Regions from separate parts of the Gossypium hirsutum genome. Here all the other regions are linked to region 3. Evidence: chromatin contacts called from public Hi-C data. All regions are on one chromosome and are shown on one strand. Each heading gives the region's core, a stretch centred on a gene start, on an enhancer-like site or on the middle of the called end of the contact. The rest is flanking DNA. Distances are from core to core; before and after follow the strand shown. Region 1 holds the start of LOC107918137 (polyubiquitin). Region 2 holds the start of LOC107918136 (probable galactinol--sucrose galactosyltransferase 2). Region 3 holds the start of LOC107962243 (F-box protein At1g78280).

Region 1 (4,205 bases), core at 959-3,458, 450 kb before region 3:
GTTTAGTCTCGGACTATCCTTAATGCATGTTTTGGGTCTCGTAGGCCCATAATAGGGACACTGTGACGTTGCTTGTTTGGTTTTAAATTAAAATAAAATTTTATAACCCGTATTTTCTGAAAGTGTCCGAGTATATGTCTGGTAACGCCTCGTACTTTGTCCCGGTCTAGGGCACGGGTAACGGGTGTTACATGAAGTTTCCTTAGGTTTTCTTCTTCAAGTTTCGACAAGCAAATGAAGATGAAAAATGGCTTTTACATTTTTCTTCACTAACTTAATATATAGTTGGATTATGGTTTAATTAATCTCGTTTAATTTGGTTTAATCATGGTTTACTTACATTAATCTAATTATTAGTTTAATTTAATGAGATGGCATCATCATCCACTAACTCTAATTTTAAAATGGTTTAGTTTTCATTTTGAACCTTTGACTAATTGCACTTTAAGTCTTCAAGCCTTTGGTCAATTAAAATTCTATAATAATTGCACTTTATGATTTAGTCTCTGAGCTTTAATTAACTATTAATTCAGCAAAATTACTAGACAAATTTTAATATATTTTTTATTTTATCCTCGTAAATATTAATTTTTAATAATTATTGACTCGATTTACGAAAATAAGGTTCTAAAACCACCTTTTTCGGTACCACTAAAAATCAGACCATTACAGTGACTCTCTCTTTTCAAAATAACCTTGATTTCTAATTAGTTTATCATCAATTAGAAATTGGTTATTAGAGTATCTATATATATTTAACCCATACTTTAATAATAATTGAAGCTCAATAAACCTTAACCATATTAGATCATTTTAAATTTGGGTTACCCTTTTATGATAGTAAATTATAACATATAATTATTATATGTATGTGATATCCATATTATCTAGTGGTAATGTCAGTTCAGCTGTTTTTTTTTTTTGGATTTTTTAAAGTGTCTATCATAAATCGGTTCGGCTTGATTTGATTCTCAGTTTTTTCATATTAATTTTTTGTTTTGGATTTTTAGACTTATTTTGATAAAATAATCTTTTTAAGGCTTTTAATTATTAATTTATAAATTTTCAGAGTCTTTTTCATAAATACTTCTAAAAAATTTTTTTTGAAGAACTTTTAAATTATTTTCACTATTTAAAATATAAAGTATTTATTTTTATATCATAAAAATAAATTTAATTATATATTAAATAAAAATAAAATTCAATTCAGTTTTAGGTAACCGCAATTTTTAAACTTGTATTCTATAAATCGTCCAAATACTTCAGTTCGAGTTGGTTTTTAATAAAATAATCACTTTTATTTAAATTTTAAATATGAATAAATTTGCCATTCAACTCTTAGGTGATTGAAATTTACTATTAAGCTTAGAATTTTATAAAAATTTTCTACCAACTTTTTTTAATTAAATTTTATCACTCAATATTAATTTTGATAATTTGAAAATATAATTTAATAAGAATTTTTTTCAAATTTTTTATTTTTGTAGGTAAATCTAATTTTTTATTTTTATAGCTAAAACTAATTTAACTTTTATTTAATATTAATATTATATTATATTAATTTATATTTTTAAATATTAAATTAAAATATAAAAAATATTAAATTTTGTCTTAAAATTATTTTGAATTAAAATTGAATAAAAAATTAACTTTAATGGCAAATTTCAATCAAATGAAAGTAAAACAACAAAATTCAACATAAAATTAAAGTATTGTGGTAAATTTATCTATAGTGCATAAGGAAAATGAAAAATATCATTGAAAATGGAATATAGTGACAAATTTTCATATTAACCCAAAGGAACCTATAGTCACATGGGAGCTATATATAGCATAGAGTTTTAGATAATGCGGTTAAAATATGTCATAAGTTTCTATGTTTTTCATAAATTTTAAATTTAATCCCTATACTTTTAGTTCTAGGAATTTAGTCATTTTAATTTTTACTTTCAAAATTTAGGTCTAATTATTAAGATTGTTAAGATTACTTTGTTAAATTTAGGTTCACTACAATGTTATTGTTAACAAAATAATTTGACATTGTTAATAATTAGACTAAAATTGTGAAATAAGGAAAATAGAGGGACTAAATTCCTAAAAATAAAAAGATAAGGACTAAATTCTAAAGATGTGAAGAGTAAATGGACCTATAACACATTTTAACCAGATAATTGCCTATATTTAAGTTTTTGCTATTTACTTTCTTTATTATTTTCCATATTTATCGAATGAAAAACAAACTCAGCGTGGGCTTTCGGTAGAAATAAATGTGGCAAGAACTGATTGGTTATACTATTGGCAATATTGTCGTAAAGTCGGCAAATTCCACCTATAAGAAAGGCGTAAATCTCCCAATCTATTCACCGGCAGACTCTTCCGTCTTCAAACACTTCGAATCGTTTTCCAATTACTCTGACAAGGTAACTCATAGTTGTTTTATATTTCAATTTTTCAATCTTAATTAACAATTTTATTGCTTTTATGTATTATTATGGGCTTTTTTCTTTTAAAATCGTATCTTGTTTGTTATCTCATTATCTTGAATTGTTGGTGGATCTTGAATGAGTTTTCAGTCCTTTTTGCTTTAATTTTGATAGATCTTCTCATAATTTGATTGCTTATACGTATAAGGGTTTTTTTTTTAATTTAACTAATCGGATCTTGGTTAATCATGTTGAATATCTTCCTTGAAAATAGTTAAATTATTAGTGGATCTGTTAATGGACCATCTTTGTTTATTGAGATTCAGTTGTAAATATTTGACATTCTTAAATTTGTTGATGTGTGTTCTTGGGATTTTAAATTGGTAGATTTGTTTAGGCTCTTGAAATTTTTGTCTATGCTTTCTATTTGTTTTGAGAATTTTGATTTTCTTGGTTTTCTTTGATTTTAAAAAGGGCATCTCTTGTGATGGTATTCTTGCAGATTTTATTTCCAGGTTTTAAATTTGCTAAAATATAATAATTGATATATAAATGACGGCCTTGGATTCTAACTTATTGTTTATGACTTTGTTTTTCTGCTAATTTTCTGAACTCTTGATAATTGAGATACTAATTTGTTTTTGATCTTTTGATTCAATAGATGCAAATCTTTGTTAAAACCCTCACTGGCAAGACCATCACCCTCGAGGTGGAGAGTTCAGACACCATTGATAATGTGAAGGCTAAGATCCAAGATAAGGAAGGGATCCCACCGGATCAGCAGAGGCTTATCTTTGCTGGCAAACAACTTGAGGATGGCCGCACGCTAGCCGACTACAACATTCAGAAAGAATCCACCCTTCACTTGGTTCTTCGACTTCGTGGCGGCATGCAAATCTTTGTCAAGACTCTCACTGGAAAGACAATTACCTTGGAGGTTGAAAGCTCTGACACAATAGATAATGTAAAGGCAAAGATCCAAGACAAGGAAGGGATCCCACCAGATCAGCAGAGGCTTATCTTTGCTGGAAAGCAGCTTGAAGATGGTCGCACCTTAGCTGATTACAATATCCAAAAAGAGTCCACCCTCCACCTAGTACTTCGTCTTCGAGGTGGCATGCAAATCTTTGTCAAAACTCTCACTGGAAAGACAATTACCTTGGAGGTGGAGAGTTCGGATACCATTGATAATGTGAAAGCCAAGATTCAGGACAAAGAAGGAATCCCACCAGACCAACAAAGATTGATTTTTGCTGGAAAACAACTTGAAGATGGAAGGACTCTTGCCGATTATAATATCCAGAAGGAGTCTACTCTCCATTTGGTTCTCCGCCTTCGTGGTGGTATGCAGATCTTTGTAAAGACTCTTACCGGAAAGACCATCACTTTGGAGGTTGAAAGTTCCGATACCATTGACAATGTGAAGGCAAAGATCCAAGACAAGGAGGGTATCCCCCCAGACCAGCAAAGGCTCATCTTTGCTGGCAAGCAGCTCGAAGATGGTAGGACATTGGCCGACTACAATATCCAAAAGGAGTCTACCCTTCACTTGGTGTTGCGGCTGCGTGGTGGGATGCAGATCTTTGTTAAGACTCTTACTGGAAAGACTATCACTCTAGAGGTTGAAAGTTCAGACACCATTGACAATGTTAAGGCAAAGATTCAAGACAAGGAAGGGATCCCACCAGACCAGCAAAGGCTCATATTTGCTGGCAAGCAACTTGAAGATGGCAGGACATTGGCTGATTATAATATCCAAAAGGAGTCTACTCTGCATCTTGT
Region 2 (3,644 bases), core at 19-2,518, 320 kb before region 3:
AAGCTACTTTTTGGTTTTTTTTTTTTTTGAAGGAATATACGAACTATCTTTTATAATCAAGTAACTTTCAGATGGTTTACTTGAAGATCATCAACGGAAAAAAATAAATATGAAAAAGAGAAGGCCGCCGGCGGACCACAATGATCTGTTCAGACTATAAACAAAGCTCCTCTTTTTATTAGAAAAATAAATAAATTCTTAATTTTTCACTTTCAGAAATTTTTTTTTTCTAAGAAAAAAAGAAAAGAAAAGAAAAAGTGTATGCTTAGAGTTAGAGCAAGTTTGGACGGATACACGAGAAAAGCAGGTCCAATAATCTAAAAGACCTTCACGATTAATACAGCAGAAGAAAAAACGTGAAAAAGAAAACACGAACTTCTTTTAGTTAAACAGAGGATTATAAAAAGTTGGCAAAATTTTAAACGACGATGAATTTTCAATTAAACAGATATTTATTAAAAAAAATTATCTGTCACCGTAAGAGCAAAATCATAATTCATAACCATGTAATTCGAGGGATTTATCGTCGTGATCTTAACTCTTACGTAAATAAGATTTTATTGTTATAATTACGTTCTTCGTCAAGCGCAGATCTACTCCATACCATAATCCATAGTCATGGAAAGCAGAAGCTTTATAAATCGATCAAAATCTCAGAATTAACAAACAGGAAATTTAAAAAAAAATCAGATCATAAAAACTCCAAAGCACGTCTCATTTCATGATCATGATCACCACGAAACCAGAAACAAATCGCAGAGAGGAAAAACAGGACTTAAAAAAAATGAAATAAAGTAAAATACAATTTAAATAACAAATCCATAAAACTTTCAAATTTAACAAACAAAAAGTTCCAAAAGATTTTAGATCATAGAAACTCCAAAATCCAAATCCAAATCACGTCCCATTTCATCATCACCAGGGAACCAACAACAAGTCATCCAAAAGGGAAACAAATGTTACTCTAAAAAGAGAATCCACCATAAACCACTATTTAATTTCACAGTTGACGGCTGAGAACCCCAAAATGAACTCACCTATATCCGGCGGGGCTAGCTTAGGTCGTTAAGCAGCCAATAGGACTAAGAAGCTTGAAACACTCTTGACTCCAAAACTTAAAACAAAAGAAAACGAAAGAAACACTCAGCAGAAGCGCACTCCGACAAAGGGAATGCCTCTTCTCTAGAGAGAGGGAGAGAGAGCGAAACCACTAAAAATGGCTTTGTTTTCCTCTTTCAGACAACGGATGCGAGTAATGAGGGTGAAGAAGCTGGGTTTTTATAGCCACAATTTCTGGGGGTTAAATATCGAGCAACTTCTATTACGGGATCATTGGTGTACTGCCACGTGGAATTTTATATTCTATTATTGCTATTCTTTTAGAAACGTTTTGTTTTTGTTCTACAATTTTTTTTAATGAATAAAATAATAATAAACATATTAGATATTTTGGGTTAGGGTTTATTGCTTACTGTTGCTGAGCAATCCGTGACTGAGTGACAGAAGGCATCTCTGAATTGTAAATTTAAACAGCGGTGGAAATGAAAGGGGCTTGTAATTTCTATTAAAACATGAATCTGAATATTTGTGGATCCGTATGTTACTTGTTTTTGTTAATATTTTAATTTATTTCTATTTTTTTTTCAATTTACTAAGCAATTCAATCATTCAAAGGATAATTTATTTATTTAATGCTAGTAATGGTTACCTTGATAATACTAAAAACTAATTAAATACTAAAATAATATCTCAGTGACATTATTTACCAAAATGGGTGAAATTAACAATGCTAAGAGGTGGACTGAAAGGGGTGGCAGCATCGCCCTTTTTTTCTGCTCAATTATAATACATTCATCTTTAGCTCATGATATGTTTTAAAAAATAATTTTTTAATTGTGAAGAGACGTTCTACGGCAACATTAGTATACAGAAAAAACTATTGAACAAAATACGGGTAAAAAGGGGTGAAGGGTACTAAACTGGCGGCACCAAGCTTGGAGGGCATGTGACAGCCGGCACCAGTTGGGGGAGGAAGGTTGTCAAGCGGCACGAAACCCTTATATATTTGAGTTGAACGGTTATAGTAATTTGTATGAAGCGTTGTAAAAATTTTTGTGTTTTGATTTGTTGAATTGTTTTAGTGTTTTTTGTGTTTGGTTGAATGGTTGTAGCAGCTAACAAATAAGAAGAAAGACAAGGAAATTTTTTTTGTAGAAGAGGAGAAAACAAAGAAGAGAAGTCAGAAAGATTTGTAAGGTTTGTACAGTGATTAATTTTTGTTATTATATTTTTTATAGTAGAATCTTGTTTTGTTTTTGAAAAAAATATTGAGAAATTTAATTATGTTTAAATATTTTTACATATTTATATTGAAGATGGATAATCAATTTGCGTTTATTTCGATAGAGTAATTTTAACAACATTTGGTTTTATATTTGAATTTCACCAACAAATAGCTATGAGATTTAATAAAAATGTGTCGATTGATAATATGAAAGAAAGGATCAGTTCAAAAATTATTAAACATTGTGGGAAGAGAATCTCGAAACTATTCTACAAAGTCCCAGTTTCGACAAATCCCATCAAATTCACCGAGATGGAATTTGTAGACTGATGGGATTTATAGACAATGAAGACATAGAGACAATAGTCGCACTTTATTACCAGAATCAGAGTGGCCACACTGAATTGGTTCAGTTGTTTGCTAAGTTAGCTGATGTAGAGCCAAGTGAAGATTTCACTTCATTAAGTGAAGAACATGAAGTTTAAAGATCCGTGTATGGAGGTTCCGAGAACGTCCGTTGATAGGCGAACGACTATATGCATGTTTGACATCAATATTAATTCTCCATATGTGTTTGAGAACCTTAACCCAGGTCTCCGTTTACAAATACATTCGCCAGTAATTGAGACCGATGCAAATGGTGAAGATGGACGTGATAATAATAGTCCTTCTGATTAAGAGGCTGAAGATTATAGTGATCCCGATTTAGACGAGGTCCCGGATGATATCGACGGTGAAGGCATGAATGATGATAGAACTATTTACGCTTCTTCAACCAGGAACCCAAGTTGAGGCATTGTCATGCACAATGATCCTAGGGCCCACATGTCGACCGTAAATCCTAATGTGGCGTATACATTTAAGTTTTCGGAGTACCCCGATATATTACCTGCCTGCCGATTGGCCATAAATCTTGAATGTGAGGAGTTGTTTGTAGGCCAAAAATTTACAACTAAGGAAGACTGTTGATGCGGTCGTTGAGAGCACCAAAAATATCCTATTCCCTGTAAAATAATAAAAATAACAGTAAATGGGAAGTAAGGTCGAATCCTCAGGGACCGGATTGTACGAATGCTCGTTTCTTGAAATCTTAGACAATTTCTTGGCCAAGAAACTTGCGTTCCTGAAAAAATTAAAAAAATAGAATTAAGAATTTCGATTTGGAAAAATAAAAATAGTATTTAAATTAAATTGAAATTGCAAAATTAAATAAATGACGGAAATTGAGATGGAGAATATATAAAAATAATAAAGAGAGTTAAAGGAAAAGAAATTCTTATTGGTAGATTCCAGCCTCCAGTTGTCTCATTCCGCCTTGGGTTCAATCCTCAGCTTTTAAATAACCCTTCTCAACTCAAGT
Region 3 (3,746 bases), core at 7-2,506:
CTGCTGAATTTATTTTGCGGTTCCCTACTCAAATGAAAGGGGAAAAGGCAGAGGCTTATCTGGTTTCCACTTCATGTGCCTAAACACTCACTTATTGCATAGATGGATATTTTGAACAGGCTACCTATAAGAGATTGGTTAATTGCTTGTGGTTTTAACATTGATAGCAGTTGCCTTTAATGTTCCTCTGCTACTGAAAACAAGAGACTGCATCTTTTTTGAACGTGAGTTCGCCCGAGGGCTTTGGGGATTGATTTTGGTTCTCTACGGCATTACAAGATCTATTGGGACTTGGATTCAAGAGTTGAATTGGGCTATGAATTAATTGAAAGGTAAGTCTCTCATAGTTTGCATTCTCAAACTTGCATGGACTGCATTTATACATATCATTTGGTTTGAGCGGAATGGCAGACTCTTTGGCAAACCTTCTAATCTGGTGGAGGTCTTGCTTGCAAGAATTCAAGAAGTGCTGAGAGTTCGGCTGAATGGTAAACAGATTAATAAGATGTACACCATTAACAAACACCTTTGCTTGAATTGGGGCTTATCTAGTACATGAATGTATAGTTTTGTTGTATAGTTTCTTGTTGAGTGATGTTGTTCATGTAGCAGGTTTTTTTTTTCTTTTTGGTAATGAATTCTTCACTTATCAAAAAAAAAATTAAGTTTGATAGTTTTGTTGAATTCAATTCAACTCTAAATTCAAAAATAATAACATTTTCTTTATTTTCATCATTTGGACTGTTTTGGTTTAAGAAAACAGTGAAAATTTTATTTTACAGATAAATTTTGCGAGTGATATTATATAAATGATTTTACATTTTAAAAACATGCTTGTTGAAACAAGTTTATTTTTTATATATGAATAACGAAATCGTCAGTCTTTGTTTGGAGAACATTTTGTTTAAATTAAAGCTGATATTAGAGAAATGAAATTATTTAGAGCTTCGAGAAGTTTCAGTTGCAGAGATAATGGAGCGAAATTGGAAGATTAGGGGAGAGATGGAGTTAAATGTTTGTAATTGACTAGAAAAAAATTTATATGTAACAATGACATAAAAAAAAATGATAATATGTATTAATTTAATTGATTGAGCCCATATCCTATGTGATGGGAATGGTCCATTAGTTTAAACATATGGATGAGATAGTGTCTAAAAGTTGGACTTTTATACAATGATGTTTCGGAGTTAAGCCCATATAGAGGATATGGTTGTAACTTAGATACATCTCGTCTGGCCGATTGATTTGCCCTGCTGATTGTCTGCTAATGTTATTTGCTTGAGTCTCCCCCTTCTTTTTTTATTTTCGATGGTGGAAACCTGATTCAACTTAAGATTGTTCCTATTTCCTTAGTTTGTATCTTAGGGTTTTTCGACCTCTTGCACTCTCTGTTGTACTACCCATATTATTTATCTTGTGCGAGACATCTTTCTCTGCTTGTGACTTTTCTTCCAATGGAAGTTATAAATTTTAATTAATATATAGCATTGAAAGTCTTAGTAGACACGTGGCAACGCGCTCTGCGTTATTTCCAAGCAAAGTTGTTTAAAAGACGACGAAACAAATCTATATTACCTTTAATCTGTTTGCTTCGATCGATCCCCATATTCCCTCTGACCCCCCCCCCCCAAAATAAAAAAAACCTGAACTCATCAATGGAAAATTCTCATGAATCCCAGAGTTTGCATCTCAAAGACCGCCGCGTGGATGCCCTGGGCAACTTCAACCTCCTCCCCGACGAACTCATTTGTGCCATCTTAGATTACCTCACTCCTCTTGAAATAGCTCGTCTCGCTTGTGTCAGCAGGTTTTTGTTTTTCTTTGCTCTCTTTTTATTCTTAATTTTTCCAATTCCCATATTCTCGCTTTTTAATCTTCTTCTGTCTAATATATTTTCTTATTTTGAGTTTGCATTTTTAGTGTTATGTATATATTCTGCAATGAAGAGCCGCTTTGGATGAGCCTTTGCCTCAAGAAAGTCAACGGTCCACTTCCATACAAAGGCTCCTGGAAAAAGACGACGTTGCATTTGTATTTTCATCTTTGCAGCTGAAACTGAAACTTAAATTTCCTATTTTCTTTTTGCTTCAATTTTGTATTTTAGTATCTAATATCGCTGGCTTTTTATTTATTTATAATAATTTTAATGCAGAGAGAATTTGCCGAATAAATATATAGACTATTGCCGAAAACCATTGCAGTTTGATGGTAAATAGCCTCACGTTTTTGTTTTTATGAAAATAAATCCTTTCTTTATTTAAATGATGGCATTGATTTGAGTAATTGTTAACATATATATATTATATTTTTTTTTTGGGGGGGGGGGAGGGGGCTGCAGGATTTCACTCTTTCTTCTTATACAAAAGATTATATAGGTGCCATACTACATTAGACGGATTTTCTTTCGATGATGGAAATGTTGAAAGACAAAACGATTTATCAAAGGAACAGTTTGATCGCGAATATGATGGGAAAAAACCGGTATGCTACATATATTTTATGTTTGTTTTCAGTAAATTGTGTTGAACTCACTGCTTCTGTCAATGATTGCTATGGTATCCCCTACATATTTGTCCTTTGTTGAGTATTTAAAAGAAATCTGTTGCATTATATCTGTAAATGTTGCACTCTTCCTTAATGCCAGATTTTATGAGTTAAGCAGCTGGATAACAATTTCTGCTTTTTGGATGGGGTTCTTGCTAATTACATTCCAGGTTTTGCTCACTGGATTGGCCGAGTATTGGCCCGCAAGGACTAATTGGACAATTGACAAACTACTGCTCAAATATGGAGATACAGCATTTAAGATCTCTCAAAGAACTGCTGGAAAAATTTCAATGAAATTCAAGGATTATGTATCATACATGAACGAACAGCATGATGAGGATCCTCTTTATATTTTTGATCACAAGGTGAGCTTAGGGTAGTCATAACATTCATACATTTGTGTGCCTATTTATGTGCAAGTATGTGCTTGGCTTTTTTTTCCCTCTCCTTGGGGAGCATGATGGAATAGTGGCCTCTTTAGAAAAACCTCAAAGTATTATGATTGTTTGTCATGTAGTTTGGAGAATCTGCACCTGGGTTATTGGAAGATTACAATGTGGCCCAAATATTTCAAGAAGACTTCTTTGATGTTCTAGATAGAGATAGTCGACCACCATTCAGATGGCTTATCATTGGGCCAGAGAGGTCTGGTGCCTCTTGGCATGTTGATCCAGCACTTACCAGCGCCTGGAATACCCTTCTATGTGGTCTTAAAAGGTATTTTTGAGATGTTACCTCTGTATTTATAAAATGCTTCCATGTGGTGATTTTGGATTTCACATTTTGTGCCTCCTGCTTAATAACAGTGGAAGTCTGTTTGTGGAGCTCATTTAGGAATATCCAACAACTTCATTAAACTTTATCTTTTATTGATTTCATTTGACCTTATACTAGTGCTCTGGTTATTAGTCCATAAAGTGCCTGATAACTGAATTTGGCTGCATAAGGTTGTCTTTTTTGTTTCTTCACTATGGCTGAAAAGCTGATATCCAGGATGTCATTTGTCAATTTTTTGGGCAGGTGGGCGTTGTATCCTCCTGGAAGAGTTCCTTTGGGCGTTACAGTGCATGTAAATGATGAAGATGGTGATGTCAACATTGATACTCCATCATCATTACAGGTAATCTAAACTATGGTCCTTTGCTTGATCTCCTAGTTCTTATCACATTTCTTCGGATTACTTTTGTTGAATCTTT

The links. Hi-C and Micro-C count contacts between places; a contact is called where the count stands out from the background.
Region 1: a Hi-C map of leaf shows a contact between it and region 3, with 3 times the contacts expected there. The contact joins the promoter of LOC107918137 here to the promoter of LOC107962243 in region 3. A contact is called at or near these places in 4 of 34 Hi-C or Micro-C datasets (hypocotyl and leaf).
Region 2: a Hi-C map of leaf shows a contact between it and region 3, with 2.3 times the contacts expected there. The contact joins the promoter of LOC107918136 here to the promoter of LOC107962243 in region 3. A contact is called at or near these places in 15 of 34 Hi-C or Micro-C datasets (anther, callus, fibers and 4 more).

What each region holds. Positions count from the first base shown.
Region 1 is chrA01:41,044,776-41,048,980 of Gossypium_hirsutum_v2.1, reverse strand. LOC107918137 (polyubiquitin) reads left to right here and starts at 2,208. Exons shown (of 2, transcript XM_016847668.2): 1 at 2,208-2,420; 2 at 3,085-4,205. The coding sequence starts at 2,268.
Region 2 is chrA01:40,908,859-40,912,502 of Gossypium_hirsutum_v2.1, reverse strand. LOC107918136 (probable galactinol--sucrose galactosyltransferase 2) reads right to left here and starts at 1,268. Exons shown (of 14, transcript XM_016847667.2): 1 at 1,038-1,268.
Region 3 is chrA01:40,590,604-40,594,349 of Gossypium_hirsutum_v2.1, reverse strand. LOC107962243 (F-box protein At1g78280) reads left to right here and starts at 1,256. Exons shown (of 16, transcript XM_016898561.2): 1 at 1,256-1,810; 2 at 1,924-2,034; 3 at 2,156-2,211; 4 at 2,342-2,484; 5 at 2,718-2,915; 6 at 3,068-3,267; 7 at 3,571-3,670. The coding sequence starts at 1,659.